2 separate regions of the Sus scrofa genome follow, and region 2 is linked to region 1. The links are chromatin contacts, called in public Hi-C maps. All regions are on one chromosome and are shown on one strand. Each heading gives the region's core, a stretch centred on a gene start, on an enhancer-like site or on the middle of the called end of the contact. The rest is flanking DNA. Distances are from core to core; before and after follow the strand shown. Region 1 has its middle 64 kb from the start of GRAMD1B. Region 2 overlaps GRAMD1B (GRAM domain-containing protein 1B).

Region 1 (7,171 bases), core at 1,624-4,123:
TTGGCAAAGCTGTGCCCTCACCTAAGACCAGGTTCCATTTCAAAGCAAGAAGTGGTCAGGTTTCCAGGAAGAGCTTGAGGATGTAAGGGTGTTTATTTACTCTGGTGTCATTTTCCAGGGGTCCTAGAGGAGAAAGCAAAGATGTCAGGGGAGGCAGGCCCAAGGGGAAGGAAAACCATGAGGTGGTGCTTGTGACCAGCACTGCCGTCTTCACACTCGTCCTGGTCTCCCCTCCCTCACCCCTGCATCCACCTGGCCTGTTGATTTAAGTTCCTAAGTAGCTTAGGGGTCTCTCCCTGCCCGTCCTCCTCCACTGCCGGTGCCCTAAACAAGGTTCCTGTGGTCCCTTACATAGACCATTGCCACGCTCTCCCATTTGGCCTGTCTCCACCTTAATTATCCTTCCCCACTGCCTCCCACCCCATCCATCCTTCATGAAGCTGACAACATGTTCTTTTTGATCCATAAATCTGATCCCATCATCCCACCACTCAACATTCCTCCATAGCCTCTCAGTCATTAACAAGACACAATCTGTCCCACTTGCTTGGCTACCAGAGTTGTTCATAATTGGGCTCCTGCTGATCTGTCTCTCCTCATGTTCCATTGCTCCCCCTCCAGAACTGTGTGCTCTGGCAATTCTCAACTATTTATAGATCTCAGAACATGTTACTCTATTCTCTCCTGCTTTCAGATTTCGCACATTCCGTTCCATCTGCCTGCATGTGATCCCCACTCGCCACACCTTGCCCCTGATGAACCCGCACCAGAGCCACTCAGTGGGTCTTCCTCTGTGAGGTCTGCCCTTCACTCTGCACAGCCTGGGGGATCCTTTCCTCAGACTCCTTCCTATCCTTTGCACAACATACCATGAAAGCAATTATGCAGTTATACTGAACTAAACGTATGTGACTGTTTATCTCCTCACTTGACAATGAACTCTCTCCAGAGGAAAGCACTGTCTGCTTTGTAAGACTAGTTTCTAATAGCAGTTTTAGGTTCACAGCAAAACTGAGAGAAAGGCCCAGTGATTGTTCCATGTACCCCCTCCCCCCACACATCAGAGCCTCCTTCATTATCAACATCCCCCAGCAGAGTGGGACATTTGTTACAATCTATGAAACTCCATTGACATATCATTATACCCCAAAGTCCCTGAGAGTTTACACTAGGGAATCACTCTTGGTGGTGTACAACCTGAGGGTTGGAACAAATGCATCAGGGCGTGTATCTACCCTTATAGTATCACACAAAGTATTTTCACTGCCCTAACAATCCTCCGAGCTCTGCCTAGTCATTCCTCCCCCACCGCTGATCCCTGGCAACCACGGATCTTTTTTAGTCTCTCCATAGTTTGCCTTTTCCAGAATATTAGATGGTTGGATTCATACAGTATGCAGTCTTTTCAGAAACGTTGTTTTTTAATGATTCTATCCAGCGCCTGTCACATTATCTAGTGTGCATAGTAAGTGCATACTTTTTACAGAATTAATGATTGATTGAGCCAATGTATTTAAGGAGATCCAGCGATCTGAGGCATGGTATAAATAATTAGGCTCTAGGAGTTCCCACCATGGCACAGTGGGTTAAGGATCCGGTGTTGCTACAGCTGTGGCCTAGGTTGCAGCTGTGGCTTGGGTTCAACCCCTGGCCCAGGAACTTCCATTTGCCAAGGGTATGGCCAAATAAATAAATAGGCTCTAAGTACACAGTAGCCCAAGGAATGTTTCCACATAGGTGCTATTGTGTTCTGCTTCTTCAGTTGTCATCAGGAAGTCCTAGGACTCCAGTCATTTGCTCTTTATTTTCATTTATTGAACAAAGCTGAGTCAGGCTGAGATCTGGGACCTGGGACCCTTTGCTGCAGTGACTGCAGTGCCTACACCTGGACAAACATATCCTGAAGCAAAACAAAACACAAAGAAACTATAAGGGACTAAAAATAACTGTATGTATGTACAGTTGTGGCAAATTATGGACAAGATACAAAAAACTAAAAGAGTAACTGCTACTTCTGAGGATTGGTGAGCAAAAGCAGGGTACTTAGGTACTCAGCAAAGGAGTGGGCAAATGACCTAAGCCACCCCTCTGGCCTGACCCCTGGGCCCACTTCCACCTTCACCCCGTATAAGGGAACCCCCACCCCCCACCACTCAGGGAGAAAGGGGACTTGTTGCTGGTTTTTGCTTCCCACCCACTCAGCAAGGGCCGCAGTAAAGACTTGCCCGAATTTTCCTGTCTGGGCTCTTAGCAATTTCTATTGATTAAGGAGGCCAAGAACACTGGATGGTAGCAAAGCTATCATAGGTCAAGCTCTGTGCTATGTTTTTTTGTTTTTGTTTTTGTTTTTGTTTGGCTTTTTAGGGCCGCACCTGCAGCATATGGCGGTTCCTCAGGCTAGGGATCCAATTGGAGCTGCAGCTGCCGGCCTACACCACAGCCACAGCAACTGGGGATCTGAGCCATGTCTGCGACATACACCACAGCTCACGGCAATGCGGAATCCTTAACCCACTGAACGAGGCCAGGGATTGAACCCGAAACCTCATCATTCCTCGTCAGATTCATTAACCACTGAGCCAAAACAGGAACTCCTATACTAAGCTTTTTAACTGGAAACTTCCGGCAGGGCAGGGCTGCGGTTTGCTGTTTGGTGCTGTATTGCCCAGGCTGAGCATCCCACAGAAGAGAACTTTCCTTCAAAGCATTCCACTCCCAGGACCTTGGGGCTCCAGAGTTTTTCCTGTCCCTGTCTGGCTATTCCAGCTCATCAGGCTTTCTCCACACACTGGAGTCTGTTGTACTCCAGCCTGAACCAGACAGTTTGGCATTAATTGCTCTCTAATTGTTTCAAGTGGGCTATTTTTATCTACCCAGTACCCTGCACACTCCTTGCAAATGAGCCTGCTCTTTTAGTTTCACATTGCCACTGTGCCCCCAGCACTCAGTAAAAGCTTACTGATTGATTTTTTTTTTAATGAGCTGTAATATGGATCTGTCCTGAAACTCTTTGCTGCTTCTTCCCCTAGCAATCCCCCTCCCCACTCCCAGCACTTCCCACTGGCTATTTCTATTGCTGTCACCAACCTCTTTGTTGTCCTCTCCAAAAGGTTGCTCTTTTTACTGACGCTCAAGGCCATAGAGACTCTCTTTTTTCGCCAGTCCTTCTTTTCCATAAGGGCTCTCTTGGCAAGAAATGTTATTTATTTATTTTTTGAAGGGCTATCAAATCATTATTTTATTTTATTTTTTATTGTTATTTCCCCAACACAGTTTTTTTCCCCACTGTACAGCCTGGGGACCCAGTTACACATACATGTGTACATACTTTTCTCTTCCATTACCATGCTCCGTCATAACTAGACATAGTTCTCAGTGCTACACAGCAGGATCTCATTGTCAATCCATTCCAAAATCAATAGTTTGCATCCGTTAACCTCAAGCTCCCAAACCACCCCACTCCCTCCTCCTCCCCCTGGGCAACCACAGGTCTATTCTCCAAGTCCATGATTTTCTTTTCTGTGGAAAGGTTCTTTTGTGCTGTGTATTAGATACCAGATATAAGTGATATCATATGGTATTTGTCTTTCTTTCTGACTTCACTCAGGATGAGAGTCTCTAGTTCCATCCTTGTTGCTGCAAATGGCATTATTTCGCTCTTTTTATGGCTGAGTAGTATTCCATCGTGTATATATACACCACATCTTCCTAATCCAATCATCTGTCAATGGACATTTAGGTTGTTTCCATGTCTTGGCTATTGTGAATAGAGCTGCAATGAACATGCGGGTGCATATGTTTTTTTTTAAGGAAAGTTTTGTCCAGATATATGCCCAAGAGTGGGGTTGCTGGGTCATATGGTAGATGTATGTATAGTTTTCTAAGGTACCTCCATACTGTTTTCCACAGTGGTTGTACCAGCTTACATTCCCACCAACAGTGCAGGAGGGTTCCCTCTTCTCCACACCCTTTCTAGCACTTATTATTTGTGGACTTATTAATGATGGCCATTCTGATTGGTGTGAGGTGGTACTTCACAGTTGTTTTGATTTGCATTTCTCTAATAATCAGGGATGTTGAGCACTTTTTCATGTGTTTGTTGGCCATCTGTAATCTTCCTTGGAGAAATGTCTATTCAGGTCTTTTGGCCATTTTTCCAATGGGTTTTTTTTGGGCTTTTTTTGTTTGTTTGTTTGTTTGTTTTGGGTTTTTTGCTGTTGAGTTGTATAAGTTGTGTGTATATTTTAGAGATTAATCCCTTGTCAGCCGCATCATTTGAAACTATTTTTTCCCATTCTGTAAGTTGTCTTTTTGGTTTTTTATGGTTTCCTTTGCTGTGCAAAAGCTTGTCAGTTTGATTAGGTCCCATTGGTTGATTTTGGCTTTTATTTCTGTTGTTTTGGGAGACTGACCTGAGGAAACATTTGTAAGGTTGATATCAGAGAATGTTTTGCCTATAGTCTCTTCCAGGAGTTTGATGGTGTCTTGTCTTATATTTAGGTCTTAAAGCCATTTTGAGTTTATTTTTGTGCATGGTGCGAGGGTGTGTTCCAATTGAATTGATTTACATGCAGCTGTCCAGTTTTCCCAGCCTCACTTGCTGAAGAGACTGTCTTTTTCCCATTTTATGTTCTTGGCCTCCTCTGTTGAAGATTAATTGACTGTAGGTGTCAGGGTAAGAAATGTTATTCTTATCAGCTGCCTCATGAGCTGTTTTTATCCCTCCACATAACTTAGTAAATACTCTGGGAGCTGCTGGGATGTATGAAGCCTTCACTTTGAATTTCTATGTTTTCAGTTCTATTGTCTCAAGATACAGTCAAAGGAAGGGAATCTTGGAAAGTCAGAGCTGAGGCGGGGTCATATGGGAAGAGAGGCTTCTTTCTGGAAGGGTCAGCCAAGTGACTGCAGACAGGAAGGGCTTGGGAGAAGTAATCATCACCCTGGCTCCCAGCTCCTTGTTATTTGGTCTCAGAAAAACAACAACAACAAAAAAGACGATAAGGTGTAGGGACCACCTGGAGCTTTGCTTCAGAAGTGCTTCTTTGAGTACAGAGAACTATGGAAGATTTTCTGAGAATTGCTAATATGGCTTTCCAGACCGTCTGAGCCTGCCTTGCCTACCCCAAAAGTAGATTGCATAGGATCTGATAGATCTGATGGGGCTATAGGGCTGGCTTTGACCCACCTCCCTCCAGGTGAGATCTCTTGGACAGACTCTAGCTGAGCATAACCTGCAGATTTGCAAGGCCACTCATTCTATTGGGAAGAAGGTGTGGTGGTGATAATTATTTTTCAAATCAATTCAACAATATTTATCTGTTGTCTGGATGGTGGTAGCAGAGCATCAGGGTTAAGAGGCTAAGCTTGGCTTCAGAGTTTGGATCACAGATGCATTTCCAGTAAAAATTTAGGCAGATTACTTAAATTCTCTGAACCCATTTTTAAAAGGATAAATGGGTGTAATAAGGCCCCCCTTTCAGGGTTATATGAGGAAACTTGAGGCATATTAAGCACTCATTGCTATATCTGGCGCATGGTAAGTGTTTAGTGATTGGCAGCTCGTAATATTATTATTCCAAGGACAACTGTCACCTTCTTCCTAACCATGACCACATCCTGGTGCTCACCCAAATCCTTTGAGAACTCTGGACAAAGTCATCTAAATAGTCATCTGTCTTGTGGACTTTCCCTGTGTATTCAGTGGATTAGGGGAATTGAGAAAGGACACAGTGTGACTGGAGCCCTTGGCAGTGCTGCCTTGAGTGATGGGAATTCACTCAGTCTTTCCTATGAATACAATTCAACCCTATCCAACAACATATCCATGCCATAAATTATTTTCCCCTCCTTGCCAGTCAATATGGTGATCCAGGTCATTTATCGCCTGTCTGATAACAAACAAATATATTATCTGTTTGGTGAGAGATAAGATAGTGCAGATTTAAAGAGCAAACGAGCTGAAGATGGAAATCCCTGGTCTCAAATGATGCCTCCATATTTACCATTATATACTCTTGGGCTAGTTATTCCACATTGTCAAAAGAGCTTTGGTTTCCTCGTCTGCTAATGGGGTAGTAAAAATGAATGATTAAGTGGCCGGGCATGAAAAACACTCAGCACAGTCCCTGGTAATTGTTCAGTAGATGGTGGTGTTAGTCGCAGGTAAAGGGTGGAGGTAATTGACAATGAGGCCACCTCACTGGGACACCTGCTGCTTTTGGCCCCTTCCTTACGGAGTCTGGCACGCTTCTTTACCTCTGGCACTTGAAGTTCCATTCATGCAAAGCTAGACATGAACCCAAAGTGGTCTGCAATAATCTCATCAGAGCACTTCAGGTTACTGTGTCTTCATCAGCTAAGCTGGGCTCACAAGTGTTGAAGAAGCTGGCAAAGCTCCTTCTGGCTGACTTGGCACCACAGGAAAACAACCATGCCAAATGCTTCTTCCCCCAAAGACTGCAGACACTGCCTTTCGTGATGCAGAGCAGATACCACACACCCAGACAAGTTCCTAATTAACTATGCATAATCAGTGTTGTTCCGACGTGCATATGCTATTCTCTGCCCAGCTAATTAACTGCACTAAACCCTCCATAGTTGGAGGTGGAACATGGCTTATCAGAAAGCCTGTTAGAATCAGCCCAAATTCAGGTCTCAGAAGATGCAAAAGTTCTGATCCAGTTTACCCCTGAGCTGATGGAGTCCTAACATGGTCTCACCCTCCCTGAGCCTCTCTGCAGGTAGGGCAACAGAGACCTCCTACCTTCTAGGGTTAGCACAACAGGAGCAGTCATGACCTTCTCTGGGGAAGTGCTCTGTCGGTGTAGGGACCCACACAAATGCACATGACAACTACTCCTGTGGTAACGTTTTTCTCTAGGCCTCCGGCAGAAAGGGTGGTCAACCTTTGGCAAAAATGATGTGTGATTGTGCCTTCTAAGATGTAGGCTTCATATACGGCATCTCATGTGATCATCATGAGCACTGGTACCTGTGAGGAAAAGCACGGTCCTCTGAGGGGCTCCCCCAGACTGTGAATGGCTGGGCCGCACCATGAATCCAGGTTGATCTGAGTCGGAGAACTCGGGCTTTGTTCTCCTTCCTTTCCCAGGCAAAATATAGTCCTTGTCTAGCTCCGCTCAGAGGGTTCCACCCTGTCTTTTTCATT
Region 2 (6,546 bases), core at 1,137-3,636, 170 kb before region 1:
CTTCTCAACTTCTCAACTTCCCCGACAGGAAGTTCCTCCTAAGGCCCTAATGTTCTATTGACATGGAACCACTTGTGCCCCCAGCCCTCCAAACTTTGTCCATAGTGTTCCCTCTGCTTTAAATGTCTCTTCTACATGATCCCACAGACCCCACCTCAATAACTGTATCTCCCACTTTGGCCAATTGAGCCCCATGTCACACAAAAACCTGGCTGTCTCTCCAGGACCTAGCTCATTGATGTCCTTCTTCCACCTGCCCCAGAGCTCTGTCCCCTTGAGCCACGGAGCGATGACAAAGCGGAGCCTCAGCAGTCTTTGCCATGGGGAATGGCGCCTCTGCCCGAGTCCTGAAGATAGCCTGTGGACCACATCAGAGACAATGTGCTTTCGTGCAAATATGGGCTGCTTTTTTCCAGTGTATTCAAGCTACTGCATACTAATATGTTGTATTTAATACTAATAGTAGCCCTTCACATTTAAACAGTACTTTCCAGTCTACAAAGTACTTCCCTGTACATTCTTCCATCTGATCTTTCCAACCTTATAAAGTAGATTATATACATATATTATATTATATATATAGGAGTTCCCGTCGTGGCGCAGTGGTTAACGAATCCAACTAGGAACCATGAGGTTGCGGGTTCGGTCCCTGCCCTTGCTCAGTGGGTTAACGATCCGGCGTTGCCGTGAGCTGTGGTGTAGGTTGCAGACGCGGCTCGGATCCCGCGCTGCTGTGGCTCTGGCGTAGGCCAGTGGCTACAGCTCCGATTCGACCTCTAGCCTGGGAACCTCCATATGCCGCGGGAGCAGCCCAAGAAATAGCAACAACAACAACAACAACAAAAAAAAGACAAAAAGACAAAAAAAATAAAATAAATAAATATATATATATACACACACATACTCTGATGTCCCCTTTTTTCCCCCTGCTTTTTAGGGTTGCACCCACAGCATATGGGAGTTCCCAGGCTAGGGACCAAATCGGAGCTACAGCTGCCAGCCTATGCCACGGCCACAGCAACATAGGATCTGAGCTGCGTCTGCAACCTACACCATAGCTCTTGGCAAAGCTGGATCCTTAACCCACTGAGCGAGGCCACGGATCGAACCTGAATCCTCCTGGATACCAGTCGGGTTCACTTCCACTGAGCCACAACGGGAACTCCCTGAAGTTCATTTTATTTTATTTTTATTTTTATTTTTTGTCTTTTTGCCTTTTCTAGGGCTGCTTCCCACGGCATATGGAGGTTCCCAGGCTAGGGGTCAAATTGGAGCTACAGCTGCCAGCCTATACCACAGCCACAGCAAATCGGGATCTGAGCCGCTCTGCGACCTACACCACAGCTCACGGCAATGCTGGATCCCCAACCCACTGAGCAAGGCCAGGGATCGAACCTGCAACCTCATGGTTCCTAGTTGGATTCGTTAACCACTGAGCCACAATGGGAACTCCCGATGTCCATTTTAAAGATGAAGAACAAAAAAAAAAAAAAAAAAAAGGAGTTCCCGTCGTGGCGCAGTGGTTAACGAATCCGACTAGGAACCATGAGGTTGCGGGTTCGATCCCTGCCCTTGCTCAGTGGGTTAAGGATCCGGCGTTGCCGTGAGCTGTGGTGTAGGTTGCAGACGCGGCTCGGATCCAGCGTTGCTGTGGCTCTGGCGTAGGCCAGTGGCCACAGCTCCGATTCAACCCCTAGCCTGGGAACCTCCATATGCCGTGGGAGCAGCCCAAAGAAATAGCAAAAAAACAAACAAACAAAAAAAAAAGATGAAGAAAGTAAGAGTTCAAGGGAATACATGACATGTCTAAGAGCGAATGGTTGGTAAGCTAAGGAATAAGGATTTTAATCAAGGTTTTTCTGCCCTGAATTCTCTGTTCTTTCACTCTGAGCACATGACAGTGCCGGGCTTAGCCTTCACTTGGAGTTGGGAAGGGGTGGGTGGCAGGAAGGACCTGTGATGAGACTGGGGAAGATCTGAACATGGGGTGGGAAGCTGAGAAGAACCTGAATGTTCATTCTGCTGAAATTGCCAATCGTCTCTGTTCTGCAGGAGGCAACTCTCAGCCAGAAAGCAAGAACATCTGGGAAGCCCAATGCAGCAAAGACCTTGAAACAAGAAGTGACAAAGAATTTGCCCTGGCCAGTCAACAGGCACTGACGTGAAATAGCGCCTGCCATGAGGTCTCAAGGCCGCAAGTGAAACCGTAGAAATAAATACCTTTTTGACTATACCTAAAAAAAAAAAACAAACTTATGCTTCAGAGCAGTGCTGCTTCATCAACCAGCTGGTGAAAAAGCCATAGGCAAGCCAAAACACCCAGAGCAACTTGCCCAGGGAGAAGGCAGAACTTCCTAGAGCCAGAGCCAGGCATAGATAGACTTCTAGGAAGCCAGATAAGGGTTGGCCTCAGCCCAAGGGGCAGGTTTTCAAGACTAGAAAGGCCAGAGCTGTCCCATTTAGGTATGAGAGCAGAACTCAGAACAGGCAGGCCAGCTGCACAGCAGAAATGCAGGTGCCCTGGGGGCCTCTTCAGAGAAACAAGTGTAGGAAAGGCTTGGCAGTGCCAACTTGATGCTACTGCCAGCTGAGATAGGAGTAGCTTGATTTAGGAGCCAACCTAGAGAAGACTGGGCAGCTGATTCCCCAGAAACAACTGGTGAATTCCTACAGGAACATTTCAGATGCTCCCCAAGAGTGGCAGGGGTCTATTTCACATCTGATTGAAGATCCAACTCAATTAAGAATAAATATGTTTTCAAGACACTTTATGCCTGTGGCTTCCCAACTGGCAGTGAATTTTATCACCACCTGTTTCCCTCTAGTTAACAGAATTCAAAGTCCTTAAGCTGAAAGTGTACGAGTCCTAAAGGTCGAGGTAGGGAAGATACGGTATTCTGTATCTTTGTGTTTTGTATCTTGACCTCAGGGGCCAAGGACTGAGGCACCAAGGAGAGGAGAGCCTGATGCATATGAAAAGAAGGACGAATTCCTGAGTCCCACAGGACAGAGGACACATGTGGCAGGAGGAATAATTATGCAGAAACTTTATCACAGGCAAACTGCCAGATACCATGGAGGGGACCACGGAGTTCAAGGACAGACCAGAGGCTGCACTGTTTTCCAGAAAGGGTCCTTTCAGCCTCCTCGTCTCCCCTTCCCAGCCCCACTCCTATCCCCGTCCCCCGTGCATCGCCCATGCACCTTCATTTGCCCTTGTGCCCCAGGAAAAACTGGTTTAAGATAAAACTATTATCATGTTTATCATGGTTTTTTTTTTTTTTTCCATTAGAAGAAATTAAAACAGTCCTACCCAAGAACTCTGCTCATTTACCAACACTCAGAGAGCCGTCCGGGGCTTGGGAAGAAACAGCATTGACTGGACCTGGAGTCAAGAAATCTGGGTTTAAAGCCTGATCTGTTTCCACAAATGATTTTTCACACGGGACTAAATGCCTATCTTCTCTGCCAAGCACTGTGACAACTTTCTGATAAAAAACACACATTGTCACCTTTTACTAGCAAGAGGGCAACAGGTACTGGAATACTTGTTATCAGAATGGCGAACAAAACAGAAATTGAATAGCCACAAATCATTAATTTCTGACTTGAGAATGTTAATGAAACATACCTTTCCCGGCCCCCTGCTCATTATATCTCGTCCTATATTCAATTAACCCACTTCAGGTTCATCTCCGGGGCCCACCCACATGACACGGGCCAAAGATAGATTTTGATGATATAAAGAAACGCCTTGAGTGGCAGCCTATAAATAGAGAAAAGATGAGGAAGTGGGAGTTCCCGGTGTGCCTCAGCAGTTAACAAACCCGACTAGTAAAGATGAGGACGTGGGTTTGATCCCTGGCCGCACTCAGAGGGTTAAGGATCTGGCATTGCTGTGAGCTGTGGTGAAGGCTGGCAGCTGCAGCTCTGATTTGACCCCTAGCCTGGAAACCTCCACATGCTGCAGGTGCAGCCCTAAAAAAAATCTAAATAAATAATGAGGAAGTATGCTTTGGGAGGGCCGGGTACTGTGCTAGAAAGCAGAGGCCACGAAGTACCCTAAGAACTTCAAGAATCTTAATGTGTTGCGAAGTGGAGCTAAAAGTCTAAAGATCATTAATTATGAATAACCAAAAGTTTATCTCATAGAGGAAGAAGAAACTAACCTGTATTGAGTGCCTATTACATGCATTTTTCACATTACTTCACTTATAAGTCAGTATTTGAAGAAAATAATCTTTTTAATTCAAATTTTATTCTATTCTTCTTCATTTATTTACAGCAAGAAGACAAGTGTTTTATTTTAGGTAGCTAAGTAGCCCCATCTACCCTAACTGCAGGAGTGACCGACACAACTATAATCCATCTATGATATTCTCTCTGACCAACACAGTGCTCCCTACGACAGCCTCCTACAAATGCCTTTCCAGGCTCAGGAGTAAGCAGACAGCTGTGTTGATGATGCCTAAAGCCCACAAGAGTGTTGAGTCCTCTATGTAACTCTGCTGGGCTAAAAGCATTAAGGTGGTTATACATCGTAGGGGAGCAGAATTTGCCCCCCTCAAATATACCTCTCTGGCACATTGTTTTCAACTGGTTATTTTCTGAGAGGAAGCAGCCTTGGAGAAGGCTCTAAAAACCAAGTAAAGGAGTTCCGGCTGTGGTGCAGTGAGATTGGTGGCATCGAACACACGTTCGATCCCTGGCCTAGCACAATGCGTTCAAGGATCCAGAGTGCTGCAGCTGTGGCATAGGTCCCAGCTGCAGCTCAGATTCAATCCCTGGCCCAAGGGGAACTTCCACAGGCAAGAACTTCCCTTTTGTAAGAAGCATTTACATTTGTAAGGGAACATGCCAAGGATAATAAGGCAGGTCACCCTCTCTACATGGAAGAGGAAGAGGACCAAATCTCTAGAAACTCCCATCAGTGGAGAAGGCAGCAACTTAAAATCCGCATCACCATCACCCTTGTTCACTGTGCTTTTCCTGGGAAACTCCTAGAACTGACTATCCCCATTCTCAACATCCTCTTTTGTCTTTAGCTAAGGATTTTATATACATATATATATATAGTCCTTTTCCAGGGCTGCTCCCACGGCACATGGAAGTTCCCAGATTAGGGGTCTAATCAAAGCTACAGCTGCCGGCCTGCACCACAGCCACAACAACTCGGGATCCGAGCAGTGTCTGCGACCTATACCACAGCTCACGGCAACGCCGGATCCTTAACCCACTGAGCAAGGCCAGGGATTGAACCCACAACCTCATGGTTCCTAGTCGCATTCGTTAACCACTGAGCCACGATGGGAACTCCTAGCTAAGGATGATATTTAAGGAGAGAGCTTGGGCGACTTAGTTTTCCTGGGCCTCTCCTGTGTTAAACATCTCCTTGATTTTTCTCTTGTTAAACCGTCTCATGACAATTTCATTCTTAGACCAGTCAGAAGAACCTCAAAAAGCATAGAAAATTATTCTTCCTCCCCAAGACCATGCATCACTGGCTCAGGAGATCTGATTTAGAATTGGGGGGAAATTACAGGACCAAAAGGGCTAGCCCCAGAAGCTCCACTTCCATCCCGTATTTGCCCAGCTGTGGAGTGGATACTTGAAAGGATCCCACCTATACACACATAACCTACATGTTCTTATCACTCAAAATGCTCCTGTTCTCTTCTATCTTTTCTGCTTACAACTCTCATTTCAGCAGTAAATGAGTGGGGGGTTACAACACACAGGGGGAAACCCTGGCCTTTTCCTGTTTCATTAGCTAGGATTCTTTAGATCAAAGAAGTGATCTGGGAGTTCCAGACGTGGCTCAATGGTAACAAGCCTAACTAGTATCCACGGGGACACAGGTTCAATCCCTGGCCCCACTCAGTAGATTAAGGATCCGGTGTTGCTGTGACGATGATGTCGGCTGGCAGCTGCAGCTCTGACTCAACTCTTATCCTGGGAACCTCCATATGCCGCAGGGGCGGCCCTAAAAAACAAGAAAGAAAAAAGCAAAGAAGAAAGTGATATGCTTCAACTTTTCTTTACATCCAGTTTCTTCTCAGGGCATTTTTAGTAAGAAGGTAATAAATGATATTGCAATGAGCAGGCTCCCTTCCTGAGCTCAGCTGAGAGAGGGTCTCATTTATTCATTGAGGTGAGACAAGTTGGTATTTGTGATGATGCCTATTGCCCCAACAGGGCAAATATCCACCCCAAGTGAGTCACACTATTTTAGTTTCATCATACTTCAGAAGTTTCCTGCCTTTTCCCCTTTCATTACTCCCCTCCCCTAAGTGGTGATCTCCACCAGCTACATCCGTTTCCCCTACATTCACTTCATCCCCTGCAATCAAGCTTCCATTTCTATTGCTTGATACAAACTGTTCTCTTATCAAAGGTCACCAATGACTGCCTAATGGCCTTTTTTCCCCATCTCAATACTTTCTGACATTTCTACAGCATTTGGAATGATTCTTCCTTCTTGGGGTAAAAAGTACTTCGCCCTTGGCTTAAGTTGAATAGTACTTAGTGAACTCACATCTTTCATTC

What was found. A called contact is a pair of places that touch in the nucleus more often than the background predicts.
Region 2: a contact with region 1 is called in a Hi-C map of blood, with 3 times the contacts expected there. The contact joins two enhancer-like sites. A contact is called at or near these places in 7 of 47 Hi-C or Micro-C datasets (blood, embryonic fibroblasts, epiblast stem cells and 4 more) and 1 of 2 datasets of contacts at active chromatin or transcription factors (skeletal muscle).

What each region holds. Positions count from the first base shown.
Region 1 is chr9:50,191,058-50,198,228 of Sscrofa11.1, reverse strand. No RefSeq gene overlaps it. Among named protein-coding and RNA genes, the nearest start is that of GRAMD1B, 64 kb to the left of the region's middle. Within about 2 kb of position 2,873, at least 3 of the 83 cell types and tissues checked have an H3K27ac peak or open chromatin away from gene starts, as enhancers often do.
Region 2 is chr9:50,356,336-50,362,881 of Sscrofa11.1, reverse strand. The region is part of intron 1 of GRAMD1B (GRAM domain-containing protein 1B); the gene reads right to left. Among named protein-coding and RNA genes, the nearest start is that of GRAMD1B, 100 kb to the right of the region's middle. Within about 2 kb of position 2,386, at least 9 of the 83 cell types and tissues checked have an H3K27ac peak or open chromatin away from gene starts, as enhancers often do.